Regions from separate parts of the Rattus norvegicus genome. Here region 2 is linked to region 1. A link is a contact called in public Hi-C data. All regions are on one chromosome and are shown on one strand. Each heading gives the region's core, a stretch centred on a gene start, on an enhancer-like site or on the middle of the called end of the contact. The rest is flanking DNA. Distances are from core to core; before and after follow the strand shown.

What was found. A called contact is a pair of places that touch in the nucleus more often than the background predicts.
Region 2: a Hi-C map of psoas muscle shows a contact between it and region 1, with 4 times the contacts expected there. The contact joins the promoter of Tfap2e here to the promoter of C5h1orf216 in region 1. A contact is called at or near these places in 10 of 12 Hi-C or Micro-C datasets (the A7r5 cell line, Schwann cells, frontal cortex and 6 more) and 1 of 1 datasets of contacts at active chromatin or transcription factors (oligodendrocytes).

What each region holds. Positions count from the first base shown.
Region 1 is chr5:144,183,504-144,187,842 of GRCr8, reverse strand. C5h1orf216 (similar to human chromosome 1 open reading frame 216) reads right to left here and starts at 2,762. Exons shown (of 2, transcript NM_001107981.3): 1 at 2,591-2,762; 2 at 1-510. The coding sequence starts at 505.
Region 2 is chr5:144,311,949-144,316,233 of GRCr8, reverse strand. It overlaps Tfap2e (transcription factor AP-2 epsilon), which reads left to right and starts at 1,616. Exons shown (of 7, transcript NM_001191764.1): 1 at 1,616-1,642; 2 at 1,948-2,430; 3 at 2,969-3,020. The coding sequence starts at 1,616.

The DNA.
Region 1 (4,339 bases), core at 1,513-4,012:
AATGCACATGGTGTTTCTCCTTCTCCTGTTCCTTGTAGCGCTCCTGAGCCTGCAGCTGCTGCACGGCCTGGGCCACAGAGGGCAGAAGGGGATCCAGGGGGCTTGGACCTCGAGGGGTGCTACAGCCAGCTTCTGCACTGCTGCTAAAGCTGCTGATGCTCAAGGAACTGCTGGCATAGCCGATGTCCTCCAGAGGAGAGCAGACGCTGCTGGCATCACTCGACTTCTCTGGCTCAGCACCAGGGATCTCTGCACCCTCCGGGGGACTGCGGACTCCGGCCTCAGGGAGCCCAGTGGCTTGGAAGACCCGGTTATCAGAGGGCGACTCAGAGGAGCTTCTTATCAGAATAGGATCCACACCATGCCAGTTCTTATTAGCATCCTTAGCGCTCTCCACGAAGTTGGAATTACTGTCTGGTTGGAGGTCCGGGTGACATACTCCAGGAGGCAGGCTCCCCAGGTACTGGGCCCCCTCTGCTAGTCCTGGCTGGATAGCAGCAAACATCTGGACTGTGAAGGAGAAGCAGAAGAATGAGTCACAGCAGGAGAGGATGGAATGACAACCTTGAGCCCAGTAACCTCCTCGTGGCTTTCACAGAGCGGGGTTTCCCTTTAAGGCTGCCCATCTCGTCATTCTACAAACTTCTCCCCAGGTCACTTCATCCTGTTACAGCTTCGAGAACCATCATGTGTAAGCAACTCTCAGATCCGTGTCCAGCCCAGATTCAACCCCTACTCAACCTTGTGACCTACCGCCGGTTCTTCAAATTCTACACATCCAGACAGCTCTCCTTGCAGCGTCCTCTGGCAGGACACTCTGCTGAGTCTAGCCACCCAGATGCCTAGGAGGACCTGGACTACTCACCCTCCTCCCATGGCCACCTCACTGTCCACATCTTGTCAAACTCTCCTTTAGCTCTGGTCATTTTGACCCAAGTGATTGTCACAGCCATTCCACTGACCCTCCTCCAACTAAAAATACAAACTTGGGTTGGAGAGAAGGCTCAGCAGTTAAATGGACTGGCTGCTCTTCCAGAGGATCTATGTCCCATTCCTAGCACCCAAGTCAGGTGGTTCACAACTGCCTGTATGGCTAGCTTCATCCCAACCTCGTCTTCTGGCCAATTTGTTCACCCACATGCACGTGTGCATACACAGATATGCTAATGTTTTTTAAAAAGACGTTCAGCTAAATAACAAATTATACTTTCAAAAGGAACATATGTCTACATGTATGTAGATGTATAGATATGGACAGATATATTCCATAAGAGAACCACATTTCCATGACGATTTATAACAGTAGCAAAATTACAGTTACTAAGTAGGAACAGAAGCTGGGCGGTGGTGATGTACGCCTTTAATCCCAGTGCTTGAGCCCAGAGGCAAGTGGATCTCATGAGTTCTACCACCAGGCTGGTCTACAGAGAGAGCGAGTTCCAGGACAGCCAGAGCTACAGAGAGAAACCCTGTCCGGAAAAACAAAAACAAACACAAACAAACAAAAAGGAAGTAGCAACAAGTTACTACTTGGGGGTCACCACAGTATGAGGAGCTGTCTTAAAGGGTCGCAGTGTTAGGAAGGTTGAGAACCTCTGCTCTAGAGCAAACCCAGCCAGCCATAGCAGGTATCAGTAATTACCTGCAGAGAGTGACTAAGGGGCTACCGTGGGGCTCCTGTTCTTAGGAAGACAGTAATAATGCCAGAAGGCGGCTACAGCAGAGACCCAGGGCTTGAAGCGCTGGTCTCTTTCTCCTCCTCCACACTAAGGAACCCCTGTCTCCTGAACCCACAATGACAAGCCTCTCTTGCAAGTCTGTCCCTTCCCCTCTAGTGCTCCTGGTACATGTTCATGGGACTCAGTTTGCTCCATGCTGATTTTCTCCCTCTCTCTCTTCCCTAATAATCGCTTTTGAGTATGAACTGACAAGACGTTCCATTGACCACACGTCTATGACCAGAAGGAAGAACTGAGGCCTCATGAGTGAAACATACCATTAAGTCAATCAAGCAGCCACTAGGAAGGTTCCCCTATAGGTGGCAGGGAGCCTCCCCACACCCAGCAATAGGCAGAAGTCATGGAGACTGAGGTTGGGACAGATGTTTCCACCCCTTTGGCTTGTAAGAAAAGGCCTGAAGACACCCCCAATCCCCCCCCGCCCCATACACACATACATACTCTATTTTAAAAATTTCCTAGGGGCTGGGGATTTAGCTCAGTGGTAGAGCGCTTACCTAGGAAGCGCAAGGCCCTGGGTTCGGTCCCCAGCTCCGAAAAAAAGAATAAAAAAAAAAAATTTCCTAAATTTGGCCAGGCTTACAAAGAAAGTTGGGGTGGGGTGGGGTGACAGTGGGGTTAAGCATCCAGGCTCAAAAAGTCAGTGAAATGAATCCAGACATCCCAAGATCAGGATCCCCCTCTCCTCCCAGCTAATCTATAGTGTAGGGGTAAGGGAGGGGACTGTAGCACGGGGATTGGCAGCCTCACAGGGGACAGAGAGCACAGTGACCCTGATCTCTGCAGAGGCAGCTCCCCAATCCACCCTCAGGCGGCTGGGCCCCAAGCACTCCATCAGGGCCCGGACTCACGGCCTAGAGGCGCCCGCTCCTGCGGGGTTTGCTATGGTTCCTCGGGGCCTGCTCGCTGTAGAGGCTGGGGGTGGGTCCTGGACCTGCGCGTGCACGCGCGGTGGCGCGGCTGCCTGGTCCTGGCACAGCCGTCCCAGCCCCAGCCCGGACTGCGGAGTCCAGCGGCGTCTGCGCGGCTGGGCGGGGCGGCCTGACTCACGTGGGCCGGTTCGGTTCTCCGCGCAGGAACTGCCTCCTCCCGCGGCTTGACCCGAGAGCCTTCTAGGTCCGGTGTCATCTCCTAACCACTCTGGCTAGGCGCCACCGATCCATCGTTTTTCCTGCTGTAGACATAGCGACGAAATAACTCCTTCCTGGGTTTCTCAGTGGCTAGGAAATTGGCGAGGCCGCGGTGCACGTCCCATCCTGCTGCAGCACTCGCTGCGGTCCTTTCCCTGCTCCAGCTCGTCACGTTTTCTGCTGAACTGTTCATCCCCATTTACTTTTAGGATCCTTGCTGACTCCTAGACCTGTTTTGTTTGTTTGTTTTTAAGTCCCTTCACTGTACTATACCTATTTGATGAAACGCACTTAGTGACAGCTATGCGGATGTTATTGTTTTGTTTGTTGTTTTGAGACAGAGTCTCATTATGAAACCCTGGCTGTCCTGGAAAGCACTACGTAGAACAAGTTGGCCTCCAACGCACAGTGAGATCCGCCTGCCTCTGCCTCCCAAGGGCTGGGATTAAAGGCGCGCTCCATCACCTGCAGCCAGTTTTAAAGATTTTATTTTTTATTTATGTATATGTGTTAGTGTCTCTGTGTGTGCGTGTGTAACTAAGAATGGAATCCCACTCCAGGTAAGTCACAGTTCTTCCTTTAGACAGGAGGATTTCAGACTATGGCTGCAGTATCACATTTCCTGACACCTGGAAGAAGCCTGTGTAATAGGGGAAAATGTGCGGCGCTGGAGCGGACACCCAGGAACGGAGACGAAGACACATGGCTGGCTAATGCCCCAGCCTCTGCTTCCTGAGTTTCTAGTTTTGATGCCTTCCCATGAAGTTCATATCTTGCCATATCCAACCCGAGTGGAATTTATCAAACTGGTAATCAAAAGATTCTTGAATTAATACACTAAACGTGATGAGGTAACCCTAGATTCTGATCATTCCCTGTTACTGTGTAGCCATTTACTCTGAACTGAAGCATTAGAGGGAGGGTTGTGAGATCCAGAAGATTCCCGAGGGCCCTCTTCAAGGTAGTGAGTGACCTAAGGGGTTGCTGGGGCAACAGAGACTCTTCAGTGGAGCTGCCTGCAAGTTGTGCTGGAAGCTCCAGGGATGCAGACTTTGTGAGTGGTCACTTAGCTGGATTCCGGTTTTCAGTGACCTAGCTGCCTTTGAGCTTTTGATGGCCCTGTGAGTGAATCCTGACTGATAACCAACCCTGGTCGACTCATCGGTTCACCAAGGAGACTTTGATGGGACTGTTCCTTCAGTCTGACCTCACTGCCCTCTCTAGTGGAAGTGGTGTCTGCCAGGTCTCCCCAGAAGGGGACTGCCTAACACTCAGTAAGCGGTAGCAGTGTATTTGCCCTTGATAGTCAGCATCAGGACGCCGATAGGTCCTATAATCCGCCATCATGTAGAAGGTGAAAGGGTCTGAAACATAAGGAAAACCATCTCTGTGTTCCTGACTAGAAACATTCTTCCCTAAAGATGCCCAAACTTCCTGACCCACAGAACCTAGAATCTCAGAGACAACAAG
Region 2 (4,285 bases), core at 367-2,866, 130 kb before region 1:
ACCCAGTGCCTTGTGCTTGCTAGGCAAGCGCTCTACCACTGAGCTAAATCCCCAGCCCCGCCCTCCCCACTTTCAACGTGAAAAGAAAACTTTCTGCTTTTGAAGTTCTCATTGCCTTTAGGATTTCTCTCACCTGCCTTTTTGTAATCCCCATTTCTGCTTCTTGGGACAGAATGGTTGATTTGGGGGGAGAAAAGGAGAGGAATTGGTGGTAACGATTAGGGCACACTGTCGCAGAGAGACAGCACCTACCATGGTGACACACGAATACATAGACTGTGCACAAGTGTCACAACACATCCCTTCCACCCTGTGTCGGCTACACACCAACCATTTCTGTGTCACAGGTTAGTCACAGCCAGCCCAGTCTCCTGTGGCTTCAGAAACATTTTGGCCTCTTCTTAGGTGCAAATCATGCCACACTCGGACTCTCTCTGTCCTCAACATCCAAGGATCCTTGCTTGGCATTGAGGGTTACCAGCTCAGAAAGTCTGAGAGAAGCAGGCATCTTCAGAGTGGTTTTTGGTCCAAAACTATGAAGGAGAGACTGCTAACCTCTCTCTCTCTCTCTCTCTCTCTCTCTCTCTCTCTCTCTCTCTCTCTCTCTCCCCCTCTCTCTCTCTCTCTCTCACACACACACACACACACACACACACACACACACACACACACTGACAAGTGTGCACATGAGCTGAAGGGTTTGAATTTGCCACTCACCAGTGTCTTCCTCATTCACCCTTGGGTGGTCAAAGAAAAGGCCATCTAACAGGGAAGAAAGCTGATACCAGAAATAAGGAATGCTTTGCTCAAACTCAAAGGTGAACGCGTGCATTTAAGCATTCATTTAAAAAGATTTCAACGGTAGTGGCGAGATCGTTTATTAATTCACTGGGGTTAATTGGGTTAATTCACTGGCCACCAAGCCTCAGGACCTGAGTTCGAACCTTAGGGACCCACAGGATGGAAGAAAATAACTGACACCTGCAAGTTGTCCTCTGACCTACACACTAGCATCTGGCACACGCGTGCCCCCCCACCCCTCCACTAAATAAATTAATGTAATAAGCAAATGTAAATAGAAAATGTACAGGCCCGAGCGGAACACAGACCCCCTGAGCTGCATTCCAGCCTTGAATCCCATTTGACCACAGCTGCAAGCTTGCAGACCAGAAGGAGCTCATATCAGCAGGGCTCGAATTCATTCACTCCTCACCCCACCGGTTCCCACCAGAGCCACGCCTCCCTTTCGACAGCCAAGGGAAAAGGCTGAGATAGGCCATAGCTTGTCTCTTTAATGCGCGCCCCCAGAGGCCCGGCGCGCCCCCGCCACTATAACTAGACTGCATGGAGCGGGCTGAGCTCAGAGGGCGGGCGCTGGGCACCCGTTGCCCTACTTTTTTCAAGGGCCATCAGCTCCCTCCAGCCCATCTCCATGGACGCACCCGCGGGCGTCCCCCGCTGAGGACCCCACACCCTCTGGACTCCCCGCAGACTTACCCCCAGCTGCCAGGCGGTGATCCCCGCGGGCTGTGAGGGCTCCCCGCTCCAGTTCTCCCCTGGCCGTCGGACGAGGGCTGTGTCTCCGCCACGCCTCACGCCCCACACTACCCGCCCCATGTTGGTGCACACATACTCCGCCATGGTGAGTAATCTCGGGTCCCGGGCACACTGGGCAGAGGGCATCGAGGAGCCTGGCTGCTGGATCTTCCAAACCTCCTGCCCCCTGCGCCAACGAAATCGCGAAGGTAGGGGACCGCAGGGCTTCTCGGCAGCCAGGACTTGGTGGCGGAGACCCGTGGTTGGTCTCCAGCCTGGGGCCGCTGTGCCCGCGGGGCACTCGCCGGTGGACAGCTGCAGGACACCCGCGAGCTGGAGGGGACCTCGCGGGCTGGCTGGTGACTTTTCGGCTCCTCATGGGTCCCCTAACGCACGCCTCCTCTTCTGCAGGAGCGCCCCGACGGGCTGTGCGCAGCGGCTGGCGGGACCCGCCTGTCGTCTCTGCCCCAGGCGGCCTACGGGCCCGCGCCGCCACTGTGTCACACTCCCGCCGCCTCTGCCACCACGGACTATCACCCTCCCTACTTCCCGCCACCCTACCCGCAGGCGCAGCTGCCCTACGGCCAGGGCCCGGACGCCGCCGCCGCCTTTCCGCACCTGGCCCCGGACCCCTACGGCGGCCTAGCGCCCCTGGCCCAGCCACAGCCCCCGCAGGCCGCCTGGGCCGCACCCCGCGCGGCCGCCCGGGCCCACGACGAGCCGCCGGGCTTGCTGGCGCCGCCCGCCCGCGCTCTGGGTCTCGACCCGCGCCGAGACTACGCCGCCGCAGTGCCCCGGCTCCTGCACAGCCTGGCCGACGGCGCGCACGGCCTGGCAGATGCTCCCCTTGGTCTCCCCGGGCTGGCGGCGCCGCCCGGTCTGGAGGAACTGCAGGTGAGTCCAGAGTGAGCCACGGTGGATCCGAATGGGCAGGGATTTAGCATCCTGGCTGGAAGCAAAAAAGTAACAAAAGCAGGAGCCCGACTGTTCTCCAAGGCGCAACTTTCCATCTCTGCCTCCGACAGGGAGTCCTCGGTTAGATGCTGTCTAGCCAAAAGGTGGCTTCGATCTGAGTGTTTGCCGTGCCTGAGTGGCAGCGACCCTCGTGGAATCACTTCTTTCTCTCCTCACTGTGGGCTTGAACCACAGTGGGTATCCATACTCAGTCCCAGTCCGCCGGGACAATCCGGGCAGGGGTTAGGAGAGGCGCAGGAGTTGTCTATCCGCAGGAGTTGGTAATCGTCCAGGCTGGGCTGCTGCTTGGACGCAGATGGTGCTGAGCCCAGGCGATTCCCGATTACGCCTGTCCCCGGTAGCCGCCTCAGGCAGCCGGTGGTACTCATAGGTCGGAGCAGACATAGACTAGGGACAGCCGGACGACTAGGCGACTAGGTCCATCCGGGCCCTCACTGCCATCCTCTTCTATTTGCAGGCGATAGATGACCCTGGAATGAGCCTCCTGGACCAATCCGTGATCAAGAAAGGTAAGGAATGGTGTGCAACTTCCAGGGCAGAGCCAGGCGTGACGGTGCAGGCCCTGGGCGCTCAGACCCATTTTCTTTCATCATGGCTGTTGTTTCCTGTGCGTCGCCAGGCTGTGTGGTCAACGGAACGTCCTTCCTTGCCCAGGAGAGGGGCAGTGGCGCTTGGCTGGATGATTTTTGCTCAGGAGTTCGCTGCCTGAGGTGGGCTCGCACTAACTAGGCTACAACTGCTTGGCCTCCCCTCACGGAAGGAAGGGCGTTCTGGTGGATCTGGAGTTGATTTGCAGAACGAGTTAAACCACTTCCCTGTTTCCTAAGAAATGGGAAGGGGAGCTCTGTTACCACAGATTTTGTTCAATGGCTTCCACTTTATTGAGCTTTTAACGTTTTTTGGAGCCTGGCAAATGCTTTCTGTTCCTTTCTTCCCAGCAGAACCTGGGGGGTGGGGGTGGGGCAGCACGCCTTCCATCTCCCCTCACCTCCCAGGGCAGATTTTCTTTCAGCCGAAGCCTACTAAAGCATAAGTGCTGACTAGCTTGTGACTGGCTGTGTGCTCCTAGTCAGGTCTTTTGCCTCCAAGAGTGTCTGTGTCTCTGAGCTCAGGGTCCTGTGCAGACTATATGTTCCTCTTCTTCTAGGCAGAGATGTTTCTTGGTGTGTGTTCGCTGCTGTGACTTTATTTGTGATTTGTATCTGTGCCTGTTGGGATATAGTTTCTGTTTTGGGGTTTCTCTGTATACCTAACGTGTGTCCTGGAATTTGACGTTTGGTATTTGCGGTGTTCTAAGAATGTGAGGGCCTCTTGCTGGTGGTTTGCTGTTGCTGCTGCTGCTGCTGCTGTTGTTATTATTGTTGTTTGCCTCCAGATCTGTTTGTCTTTTGAATTGGTAAAAGGCAGGAGTGAGGGGTTGGGGATTTAGCTCAGTGGTAGAGCACTTGCCTAGCAAGCGCAAGGCCCTGGGTTCGGTCCCCAGCTCCGAAGGGGAAAGAAAAAAAAAAAAAAAGGCAGGAGTGAGAGACACCCCTTGAGCAGAGTTTTGGGCCTGAAGACCAAGTTCTAACCATGCCTAGGAAAGGTAAGACAGAGGCGAATTAGACAGCATCAGAGACCCAGACCTTGGGCACGCTTTTTAGATTTGGGGTGGGTGCCCAAAGGAATTCAGAGGCACAGGGGAGCCTGTAGTGCCCAAGGGCAGGCGCACCTCCCCCAGGATTTGGCTGGAGCTGTTTTTCAAACAAGTGAATTCAAGCCCAGGCTGTTTGCC